Regions from separate parts of the Mus musculus genome. Here regions 1, 2 and 3 are each linked to region 4. A link is a contact called in public ChIA-PET and HiChIP or PLAC-seq data. All regions are on one chromosome and are shown on one strand. The core of a region is the stretch at or near the end of the contact, and the rest is flanking DNA. Distances in the headings are between cores, read along the strand shown. Region 1 overlaps Galm (galactose mutarotase). Region 2 overlaps Cdkl4 (cyclin-dependent kinase-like 4). Region 3 has its middle 21 kb from the start of Sos1. Region 4 overlaps Arhgef33 (Rho guanine nucleotide exchange factor (GEF) 33).

Evidence for each region. ChIA-PET counts read pairs in DNA pulled down with a chosen protein or histone mark. HiChIP or PLAC-seq counts read pairs in DNA pulled down with a chosen protein or histone mark.
Region 1: a BATF HiChIP or PLAC-seq map of CD8 T cells shows a contact between it and region 4, with 5 read pairs. The contact joins two enhancer-like sites. A contact is called at or near these places in 2 of 484 Hi-C or Micro-C datasets (the Ba/F3 cell line and embryonic stem cells) and 1 of 115 datasets of contacts at active chromatin or transcription factors (CD8 T cells).
Region 2: a contact with region 4 is called in an RNA polymerase II ChIA-PET map of memory CD8 T cells, with 6 read pairs. The contact joins two enhancer-like sites. A contact is called at or near these places in 2 of 484 Hi-C or Micro-C datasets (nephron progenitors and pancreatic cancer cells) and 1 of 115 datasets of contacts at active chromatin or transcription factors (memory CD8 T cells).
Region 3: a contact with region 4 is called in an RNA polymerase II ChIA-PET map of memory CD8 T cells, with 5 read pairs. The contact joins two enhancer-like sites. A contact is called at or near these places in 1 of 484 Hi-C or Micro-C datasets (nephron progenitors) and 3 of 115 datasets of contacts at active chromatin or transcription factors (embryonic stem cells and memory CD8 T cells).

The regions. Positions count from the first base shown.
Region 1 is chr17:80,173,557-80,176,337 of GRCm38.p6, forward strand. The region is part of intron 4 of Galm (galactose mutarotase); the gene reads left to right. Among named protein-coding and RNA genes, the nearest start is that of Gm51284, 20 kb to the right of the region's middle. Within about 2 kb of position 1,360, at least 84 of the 459 cell types and tissues checked have an H3K27ac peak or open chromatin away from gene starts, as enhancers often do. A contact at or near this core is called in CD8 T cells, where this site is marked.
Region 2 is chr17:80,520,902-80,523,753 of GRCm38.p6, forward strand. It overlaps Cdkl4 (cyclin-dependent kinase-like 4), which reads right to left. Exons shown (of 10, transcript NM_001360143.1): 10 at 2,649-2,852. Among named protein-coding and RNA genes, the nearest start is that of Sos1, 42 kb to the left of the region's middle. Within about 2 kb of position 1,385, at least 29 of the 459 cell types and tissues checked have an H3K27ac peak or open chromatin away from gene starts, as enhancers often do. A contact at or near this core is called in memory CD8 T cells, where this site is marked.
Region 3 is chr17:80,499,906-80,502,845 of GRCm38.p6, forward strand. No RefSeq gene overlaps it. Among named protein-coding and RNA genes, the nearest start is that of Sos1, 21 kb to the left of the region's middle. Within about 2 kb of position 1,691, at least 60 of the 459 cell types and tissues checked have an H3K27ac peak or open chromatin away from gene starts, as enhancers often do. A contact at or near this core is called in memory CD8 T cells, where this site is marked.
Region 4 is chr17:80,322,446-80,325,188 of GRCm38.p6, forward strand. All of the region lies in intron 1 of Arhgef33 (Rho guanine nucleotide exchange factor (GEF) 33), which reads left to right. Among named protein-coding and RNA genes, the nearest start is that of Arhgef33, 16 kb to the left of the region's middle. Within about 2 kb of position 1,371, at least 39 of the 459 cell types and tissues checked have an H3K27ac peak or open chromatin away from gene starts, as enhancers often do. A contact at or near this core is called in CD8 T cells and memory CD8 T cells, where this site is marked.

The DNA of each region.
Region 1 (2,781 bases), core at 110-2,609, 150 kb before region 4:
AATGTTAAAAACAAATTCTGGTTTTTCTTCCCAGTCTTGCTCCCAGAATGACGACTCTGAGACTAATTATTTATTATTTAATGGCTAGGCCATAAGCTTTGGCTCATTCTCTGACTAGCTCATAACTTACTTAACCCATTCAAATTTTCCTGTGTACCACATGGTTAGTTACCTCTCTTCAGTCCTGGCCTCCTCCTCTCTCTCAGCATCTCCCTGAGTTCATTTACCTTCTGGTTTATGTCCATCTCTTCAGTCCCTCTCTCTTCTTTCTGCATCTCCTTTTATTTTCTCTCTCCTCCTGCCAGGGTCCCACCTCCTATTTCCTGCCTCAGCTCATTGGCCATCAGCTTTTTTATTGGCAGGCAATGCTTATAAGACATTTTCTTTACAGACAAGTCATTCTCTTGGGCCTCCAGCAAAGATCAGGACTGGCACATAAACATCTAAAGATGTTTCTTCAGTGTTTGGCTGTTGGTGTCGGTTTTTGGTTGGGAGCTCAGTTGAGGCTGTCACCGTAACTGCACACCACACACACACACACACACACACACACACACACACACACACACAGCCTTGTGACTTGATCTTCCTAATTGTATGGTGGCTGGGCTTCAAGAGCTCATGTCTTGAGAGCAGCCTAGGCTGAAGCCATTTTATATCTCATACCGGTGTCTCAGGAGTCACACCCCAGCAGCTCTATTGAGGTGGTTATCAAGGTGCATGTAAGCTCAAAGAGGAAGAGATGCCAGCTGTCAGTGAGGGGGTGTCAGTGTCATGTCAGCAAGGGCACACAAGGGACGGGAGTAGACCAGGGTTCAGTCTGCCACAGACATGAAGAAAGGCCACATCCCTTATCATAAGACCTGAGTGTGAAACCCTCAAGGAGATGAGAGAAGACAAAGGCTGGTGGGTTGCAGAAGAGCTCTGAGCTTTCTCTTTACTTTCAGAGAGTGAATAATTATCAGTCTGTCAACGATTACAAAGAGGGAGGCTGACTCTGGTGATGGGTTCTGTCTTCAGTGATCAGATCCTCTTCTTGCAAATCCCGAGGAGTAGGGTTCAGCTGCTGCAGCTAGAGTGGCGTGCTCGTGAGCATTCTGTTGACCCCTGTCCACATGCCCTTTCTCCTGTCCTGCCCTCACGTCTGGATGGCAATCACTCCAACACCATTCCCGTCACCATCCATCGCGGTTCACTGGCGGTATCCTGCCCCACCCCCGTCTTGTCCTCTCACCTGCTCACTGTGATTGTCTTGGGTCTGACTGGTTTCCTCCCAAGGCAGCCCTCTGACCACTCTTCAGGATGTCTGTCTCTGAGAGCCCACCACTCTTCAGCACCACAAGAACCCGTGGCCCTTTGATCCTTCCACCCTTTAGTTCCGTTCGCTGTCACCCACCCACTCATGACCTCGCTTCCTCCCCTACCCTTCCTCAGCGTAGGTCAGGAGTTCATCACTGAAAAGCGTCCCTTCGCACATGTTCTCAACTTTCTTGTCTTTCTCTCTCCTCTTTAGTTTGCCAGCAAGTCCTAAGCTGTTCAAACCAGTCTATACTCACCACAGCTGCTACCCTGTAGCCACAAGAACAGCACATGAGGGATCCTTACTGCTGTGTGTCCTCAGGCTTTGCTGGAATGAGGAAGCCGGATCAGTCAAATCACTCCTGTGCCCTTGAGCTGAGCCGCCACGTCTTTGGGTCAGAGGTCACCAGCTGCCAGGCTTTAGGTTTTAACACACACCCAGCCATATCGGGAGGATATAGAGCCTCTTCAGAAAGCACACAAGATAGAATGGACAGACTGATGGACGGACGGATGGACAGATGGGACGGATGGGTCTGGTGGCTTTCATATTAGAACCATGATGTAGCATCCTGTCTGTGGACACAATTTCCATTTCATTTTCATTTTCTGTGCATTCAGCTTTGCTCAAAGCATGATTGACATTTCCTTTCTATTCTTAGCCCAAAGCAGAAACTCACATATGCAGATTAACCAAAGGTAAAAGAACTCGTTCATTTTCCAGAGTCTTAGAAAAACCAAGAGGACTTGGGGGGTGAGGGTGGAAGGTGCTGTCCCCACGGCAGACAGACAGATCATAGTGCGCCAGAAAGGGCCGTCTTTGACTTTGGAAGGCTTTGAGATCTGGAGATATTATCACTTCAGGCAAGTTCCTTTTGCACCTGGGCCAGTGTCTCTGTGAAGCGAGGGGTCTGCTTCAGACCACTCGCGTAAGCCATCTGGACTTTTCTTTCTTTCTTTTTTTTTTTTTGGTTTTTCGAGACAGGATTTCTCTGTGTAGCCCTGGCTGTCCTGGAACTCACTTTTAGACCAGGCTGGCCTCGAACTCAGAAATCCGCCTGCCTCTGCCTCCTGAGTGCTGGGATTAAAGGCGTGTGCCACCACGCCCTGCTCCATCTGGACTTTTCGTTCTTTGTCACAGACCACTGCCACCTTCATAGTGGCTCCCGTTTTCCAGCCTTGGTTTCAAGCAGATCAGCTTTTCCACCAAGCAAAGGTTCTAGCTCAGGTCAGGGACTATGGAGGACAGGAAACTGCTCCTGCCCTTTTGGAACGCACCTTTGGCAGAGGTGGAAAGCTTGCTATAGTCTGGTAGTTAGACCACAGGATAGTAAATGTTTGAGCAAGTCTGTTCCATGTCTGATGATAACAAAAAGGAAGAGAGGATCAGTCTGCCCTTGGTTTTGCTACTGTTATGATTGTGATGTAAATATCTAATAGGTGACACCTGTGACACCTGTGAGAGGAAGTACTCTGACTTCT
Region 2 (2,852 bases), core at 135-2,634, 200 kb after region 4:
AAATTAAATGTACTTATTTTACCTTATGTATATGGATGTTTGGCCTACCTGAATGTATGTGTACCACGTGTAAGCCTATTGGAGCCCCTGGAACTGGGGTTATAGATGGCTGTGAGACAATATGTGGGTGGTAGGGAAACGAATACAAGCCCTCTGCAAGAGCAACAAATACTCTTACCCACTAAGCAGTCTCTCTAGCTGCCATTATGTAATAGATTTAAATATTCACAGTATTACAAAGTGACAAGAGGTATAGCTAAGGTGCTATGGCCAGTGTAATTTTATTTCTGTGAAACACAGGTGTCTGTACAAACAGATTAAAATGTTCATGTGTAGAATATAAACAGCCATTATTCTCTCTAGTTCTGGAAGTCATGAGTGAGACTTTCTTCTTTGTTACATTGGTTTTCTTTGGTCCTTCCTTTTCTTTTCTTTCTTTCTTTTTTTTTTTTTTTTAATTTGGGTTTATCTATACTTTTCAGATTGCCCACGAATAATATTATTTATGGAAGAAGAAAAGCCAGTGCTATTTTTAACACTCATCATAGAAAATTTGTAAAATACTCAATCCAGCTGCAAAACACTATTAAAGGATGATTAGACAAAACACTCATTAAACATTTAATTTGATAATTTCTTGAGAGAGATTGTGAGAAAATATTTGGAAAAAATATATACAGAGTAGTTAGTTGTCACCCCTGTGAATCCAGGGGTTTCCTGTTCTTCAAATGGTTGCTTTTACAAAAGAAAAAAAAAAACTTTAACTTTCATTTTTGAGAAAACAAAAGCTATCTAGGAGCTGCGCGGTGGTTTTGCAGTTAGCTCTGGCTGGGTGGTTTGCTTTGTTGTTTTCTACACATTTTTAAACCTTTCCTTTCATCTTTCTCCTTCTTCCTTCCTTCTTCTTTTTTTTTTCTCTTCTCTTCTTTCCTTTCTTCTTTTCTCCCCAACCCCCACTTTTTTTCTTTCTTGAGATAGACTTTCATGTAGCATATTTAAAGCAGAATGCTGGGACAATTTTTTTAAAAAATTCTTTTAGGCTAGCCATTTAGTAGGTCATAATTAGTTTTGGGTTTGCTCAACTTCAAGCCACAAAGAGTTCAAAAGAGCTGGTGGGGTGATGAATACCTTCAATCCCAGCACTGGAGGATTAGGGGTGGAGGCCAGAGGATTAGGAGTTTAGGCCAGCCTTGTCTACAGAGCAAACTCAAGACTGGGCAACCAGAGAGCCCGTCTCAAAACAAAGCAGCAGCAGCAGCAGCAGCAGCAAAGGACAGACAACAAAAATCAAAACACAATCCGCTGAATTGCAGTGGAGAGACCTGAGACTCTATGGTGCCCGGATGTGTGCCTGAGCTGCCCCGCAAACTATGTAGAAGTGGGAAAGCGGCTTCTACTCTGAAGTGGAGGGAGGATGGTAGCGATCCCAGACAGTGACTTCAACGCAGGTAACCAGCACGGACTTGTTTCTAGTGGTAAGCTAGCTGTTGCTGCTTCTCTCCCCTTCCCCCCAAATCTTCCTTCACACCCTTCCACCTTTGTGCTAAGGTTCTAAGTTAACCTTTGACCTCCGCATACACACCTGAGCATGCATGCCTCTCCCCATATATTAAAGAAACAAGTGTAGTTAAAGAAAATTTTAAGTCTTAGAGGGTGCTGAGAATAATTAATACTTATATAGCTTCTTAGATTACAAAGCATATTAACACAATTGTCTTTTTGTTTCATATAATACTCTTCTTTTTTTTCCAGTACTGGGGTTTGAAGTCAGGGCTTCATCCTGGTTGGATGTGAGATGGGATAAAGGGGCCACCACTTCTTGATGGCAAAGAATAGATAGATAGATGGATGGATGGATGTACAGATGAATAGATAAATGTTTAAGAATAATGTAGAGAAAGGATTGAGAAATATCTCTCATCTCTAACTTCCACATGCCCCCACTGGGTGAATATCACACAAACAGGTATGTGCATGTATACACTACACACAAATATGTGTGCACACACACACATGCACAAATACACACACACAAACACACATGCACACACATTCACATGCACACATACTTATATGCACACACATATGTACACACATGCATATATATGCACACACTCACATGAACACACATACACACACAGTCATTCATACACAGAAAGCAGAGAGATTAATTTGAGAGAAAAGAAATGAGGCAGCTTTGACACTACCTCACTCACCACAAATGCTTCTCTCTTTGATAGCTGCTCTGTATTTGGTCTTGAGTTTGTTTCTTCTTTGTAAGCCCACACAAAGCACTCTGCAAGCTGAAACTAAAGATGCACAACCATGCTACATTCTGTAGGACTATACCGGGGCAGAGAAATATGCTGTTAAATAAAATAGAAAGACTCTTGCAGCCAAAGTTGCGAAGCTACTAAAGCTAAAGTTGTCAAGATGTTCTCAGAACTAAGTGTCTGGCTGGTCAGCCTGGGAGAGCTTTTGCTAGTTTCCCATTTGTAAAAATCCCCTCGAGAGCAGTTTGCTGAGTCAGCTGTTCAGATATTGCAACCTGTTGGAAACACAAGGTGGAAATCACAAAGAGAGGGGACAGTTTTCTCAGTTAAGTATGAAGCATTAGGTAATAGACTAATCATTGATTTGAATAAAAGTTAGGAGACAGAAATGTTTCTGGCTTTTATTAAAATAATTTAAAGAACAACCAAGGTATATACACAAATATACAGCCACAAAAATGTTTAATCTTTATATAGCTTTCTTAAACATCTTAAATTTTTAAAATCCATATTATATGTTTAATATAATTCAATCAAAACCTCTTTGTAGTAAACTCTAATAGTTTAGACTACCATAAT
Region 3 (2,940 bases), core at 441-2,940, 180 kb after region 4:
ATATAACATTTAAACGTGTGTGTGTGTGTGTGTGTGTGTGTGTGTGTGTGTGTGTGTTGATCTGTGTGTGGATAGAGCCTCTGGATCTCCCTGGAGCTTGGTTTTCAGGTAGTTGTGAGTCACCTGAAGTGAGCAGGGATTACATTGGGGTCCTCTGGAACAGCAGGGCATGCACTTAACAGTTGAGACATTCCTTCAGTTCCTTGAATTCCATAGTCTTGGTTTTTATTTTGGGGTGAGACAGGGTCTCACACAGTAGCCCAGGCTGGCCTTGAGTTCATGAAGAGAGGCCTGCCTCGGCCCTCAAACTTGCTGAGTGCTGCGGGTGGGAGCCACACCCTGCCGTTCTGGTATGAGTTTCTTTTGTCTCACATCTTTGTTTTAAAAGTGCACTGTTATCTTAGCATTTCTGAGACCGGGATCTGGCACACTCTATGTGCCAGGACATGTGCTGTAAACCAGGAAAATCCTCCTGCCTCAGCCTCCATTACAGATATAGGCCACCACCATACTTGGCCAATTTTTCTTAATAGGATTGTTCAAACATGTTTCTGAAGGAAAAAAAAATCTTTAAAAATTACTTACCCCCCCTCCCCCCACTCACGCACACACAGTAAACCTCCCATGTGGAACTGTAAAAACACATTACTTATTTATCTTATTTTATGCACATTGATGTTTTGCCTCCATCTGACTGAGGGTCTGTAACTAGAGTCGCAGGCAGTTGTGGGTGCTGGGGATGAAACCTTGGTCCTTCTAGAAGAGTGGTCAGTGCTCCCAGCTGTTGAGCCATCTCTCCAGGCCCAGCCAAATTTTTATTTAACTTCAACTTCAATAACACATTTAAAAAACTGGATGGCGAAAGCTTGGTGCTCTCTATGAAACCATGAGAACCTGAGTTATATGGACCCAGCATCCATGTGACAAGTCAGACCTGGTCAGACCTGGTCTCACATTTATGGCCTCAGTGCTGGCAGGGGAGGGGGCAGAAGAAAATGATGGGGGAGGGGGAGGTAACCAGCCTCCCTGTGGGCACACACTTTCGTGTACACAGACAGATACTGACATCTTCACGTTTACCACACATGCTTACAACACTCAGACACTCAATTTTAAATTATCTCATTTTCTTTAGATTGTCATGACTTTCAGTTGACACCTTAAAATAAGGCTTAGATACTTACTGTCTAATCCTAGGGCCTTTGACAGTGTATATAACACTGTGTATAGTCACCTCTCCAAGCAAGATAGAAAGTATTTTTTCTCACTTAGCGTGTTCCTTTGTACTCATTTCCAATTAATCTTACTCACCCCAGCACAGCTCCCAGAAACCACCACTCTGATTTCTATCAGTGTAAGGTTGAGAGTGTCAAAGTGACAGGCCGAGGAGGTGGTTTCGTTAGTAGTCCCTGACCCAGCAGACAGAAATCCCTTGGGTTTGATCTCTAGCACCAAATGAACTGAATGTGGTGTGGCCTGACTTTAATCCAAGGACTAGAGAGGTGGAGGGAGGAAGACCAGAAGTTCAAGGTCGCCCCACAGCTACTCAAAGAGTTCCAAGCCAGAGGAGGTTACATTAGCCTCTGTCTCAAGACTAAGAAAAGAAACCTAAAACATTAGGTTTCCTAGTAGCTGTCTTTCTCTTCTCACTAGCCCATTGGAAAAAGGAAACAAAGTTGCAAAAGATGTTCCAAGCCAGCTGTGCTAGTGCAAACCTCTTATCTAAGCCCTGGGGAGCAAGTGGGGAGGGTTAGGAGTTTGAAAGGAGAGAGGGGGAGGGGAGGGGGAGGGAGCGAGGGAGAGGGAGAGAGAGGAGAACATGAACAGACAGACAGACAGTCTTTCTAAGGGGGGATGGAGAGATAGCTCAACAATCCAGAGGCCTTACTGTTCTTGCAGAGGAGCCAGGATGAGTTCCCAAGACCCACATCAAACAGCTCACAACCTCAAATTCAGTGGCACGTATTCAGTGCACACCAGTTCCTGTATGTGTATGTGCACACACACATACACATAATAAATGAATAAACAAACTAAAGTATCTTGCAATGTGCTGAGCAGAGGAAGTGGTTTCTCTATAGGCAGAAAAGGGGCTGAAGAAAGTAGAAATAGAAACAGAGGGACTGGGCATTGAGAAGTTACCTTCCTCATAGGGTTAGCTCAGAGGACACTTCCTTACGGTGCTGAAACTGGCCTGCTTGGGGGGATTTGAATATTATTTCTTCCTTCTGATTTCTGGGAAAGTCTAGCAAATTAATTTGGGTTTGGTGAGTGGAACTTCAGCTCCAATTCCACATTAGTGGGGTCTGGGACAGGCAGTCTAAACCAACAGCTGCCTATAATTATATTTAACTATAGTTTACATATTTACATTTACATTAAGTGAACTTACACAGACCTTTGTGTTTGGAACTTTCATTCAACCTGATTTCTACAACACTTCAAATTCACCTATGTGGCTGTATGCACCAACAGCTCCTCTTTTTCTTGCCTTTAAATTTTTATTGTTAAAATTTTGGTTTGTTCTGTGGGGCTTTTTGTTTGGTGTGTGTGTGTGTGTGTGTGTGTGTGTGTGTGTGTGTGTGTTGAGACAAGGTGTCACTCTGAAATCCATGACAACTTTGAACTTGCTTTAATTCCCCAAGTGAATGCTGGGATTACAAAATCATCAAAATACCTTTTTTTCCCCCTTTTAAAATTGTGGTAAAAGACAAACAAACCAAACCAAACCAAATGCCCATCGAGCAATTTTATTGGGTATGGATCTCACACTATATAGCACAGACTCAACTCCAAACTCAGTCTTCCTGCCTTGGCCCTCTGCATGCATGCTGTGTAATTCTACCCATGCACACCGTGCTGACTTCCATTTAAGCAGCTTTTAGCTGTTTTTGTCTTGGGGTTTTGTTTTATTTTGTCTTGTTTGAGATGGGAGCTCAT
Region 4 (2,743 bases), core at 121-2,620:
TCTAAGAATGATGAGTTAGTAAGGAGAGGTGACAGTTAACCACGAGGCAGGGTTAGGGTAGAGCTGGTAGCGGGCTTGTCAAGCGTGCACTTAACCCCGGCACTGCATAAAAAGAAAGGTGGAGGTGTACTCCTATAATCCCAGCACTTAGGAAGCAGAGGCAGGGGGATCACCGGTTCAGCCCAGTGCCATCCTCCACCGCACAGAAAGCTTGGGCTACTAGAGATCCGGCTTCACAAAACAAACAAAAATCTGCACCATCCACTTCCTGGAGGCCATGGGGGATAGCTGCCCTTTGGGGGTGAGCAGGACTTGAGTTGCCTGAGGCTGGGGGTTCAGGCAGGGACCTGTAAGGACTGAGGTCTTTAGGTGAGCTGCACATGACTTGTAGATGAGGACTCTGAGGGATGAGGTAACAGTATTAGTGGCCACAGGGTATCACTGGCCCTCAGGGTACACTGACTATGACCCATGTGTTTCTGAAGTTAGAGATTTTCCAAACTTTGTCTCTGATTCCCAGCTTCTGGAGTCTGCTCACTTGGGCAATGGTGGGAAGGTACAATCACTCTGAAGACTGCATTTTACTGTTTTCCTAGCAGCCCCCAAAGTGCCAAAGGCAGATCCAAATTGGATGCCGTTTTATCGGAATGATGAAAAACCTTCTCCCAGGAGAGGCAGCAATAACCTGCTTTCCCCTCTCACCTAGAATAGGCCCTGGTGGCTGATGAGCTATTTTACAAAGTGCATGGACTCAGCCACCTCATTTGGGACTTGCGAGACCTGAAATTTCTCTGCTTCAGCAGATGGGGTAATTCCCCAGGACGACTGACTGACTACTTAGTTTCCCCCAATTGATCTCCACCCCTGTCTCTGCAAACAGGCTTTTCCTGGCTGGAGGAAACTTTCTCTGGAGGCCAGGACTGTCCCTCTGAATATCTCTAAGGGTCTTTAGTTGTTCTTCTTCACTTGCAGGTGGCCTTACCAGGTGCGATGTCACTTTGTTTTTTATTTAAATTGATGGTTTGTTTGTTTGTAACAGAGTCCCACTATGTAGCCCTGGCTGGTCTGGAACGTACTATATAGATCAGGTTGGCCTTGAACTCACAGAGATCTCCCATGGGCTGGAAGGAAAGGCATGAGCTTTCCCTCTCACTGAGAGCCCCTGAGAGGCTTCTCCTTAGCTGAGTCCAGCTGGGCAACATGTTTGAGAGACAGAGACAGAAAAAAATCTAGTCAGGGTAGAAAGAGCCACAGAACCTTCCTGCCAGAACCACAGCTCAGGAAATACCCAGGCTATCAAAAGCCACTCTGACACACTCAGGTATACCAAGCAACAACAAGAGACAGAGGGGCCCCCGGAAGAAGGGCCTGAGTTTTGATGAGTTGTGTTATCTCACACGAGGCTTAAACATGTACTCATTCACCTCAGAGCAGGCACTGGCCGTGAGAGAGCAGGCCGTCACGCTTCTCTTCCTGCCAGGTCTTGACACATCAACTCAGCCAAATTACCCAATCCCAAGTAAGCAAGATAATAACGTGGCAATGGAGTAGCTCGGAGGACCAATGGCCGTTCACATTCTGATATAAGGAAGATCTGTGCTCCTGAGCTAAGGAATGGTCCGCTCTGAGTGCTTTCTCTAGATTCCCGCTGGCTCTGGACACACCAGGGCTGTGGTGGGGAACCAGAGTTGGTTTGGAAAGTGAGAGTTGTCTAGGAGTCCTGCTGACTCTTGGTTCTTCAAGCCCGTTGCTGGGTGCAGGCTTTCTCTTAGGGGAACTTTGCGCTGCTGATAGAATAAAATAGTTTTGTTTTCCTCGCCAGTCTATCCACTAAGTTTTGGTATTGGGAAACAAACCCAGGACCCGCACTTGACCCCTGAATGACTCTTCTAATCATTATTTTGAATGGCATCTGTAGTAAATACCATGTTTCTCATAGTCTGCTGGGTGAAAATTCACATTGCTTTCTCAGATTTTTTTTTTTTTGAGAGCACCTGAGGCCCTTTGGGGAGTGTGGTTGGAGCGGGGAGGAGGTTGAGTGCTCTCACCTGAGGAGCCCGATGTGTAGTCAAAGCTAGCTATATATTTGGTGATTCAGTTTTGACATAGGCGTAAAAAACACATTATCTTTGAGATGCCTTCATTTATGCATTTAGAAAATTCCCATGTATGAGTGCTTTGCCTGCATGCATGTCTATGTAACTCACTCTGCGCCTGACGCCCACAGAAGCCAGGAAAGGAGTCAGATTACCTGGGCCTCGAGTTACATGTGACTTGAGCTACCACGTGGGTGCTGGGAATTGAACCTGGGTCCTCTGAAAGCAGCCAGCCAGTGCTAACCCATCTCTTCAGCCCTCATGACAGCGTTGTTTAAACCCCGTGTACTTACACACTGTGAGATTTGTTTTCTCTCATTAGGTGACTTCCAGGGGTCACATTATACTTCTTGCTTCCTTTTATTATGTTGATTACAGAGTTATATGAACAGACTTATAAAGATATTCTAGAGCAAATTATATTTGTCACAGTACTATCCGTTGTTTATGGTATTTTATTTAAGATACGTGAGAATTCATCATCTTAGAGTAGATTTAATATCAGAATCCTAAAACGACCTCAGTGGTTTACATATTACATCTTACTTGCAGGAGATTATATACAAGTCATTGCTATCTCTAAGACTTTCCTAGGATATTATTTGGACTTTATTTGAAAGGATCGATAACGGACCGTCCTTTTCTCC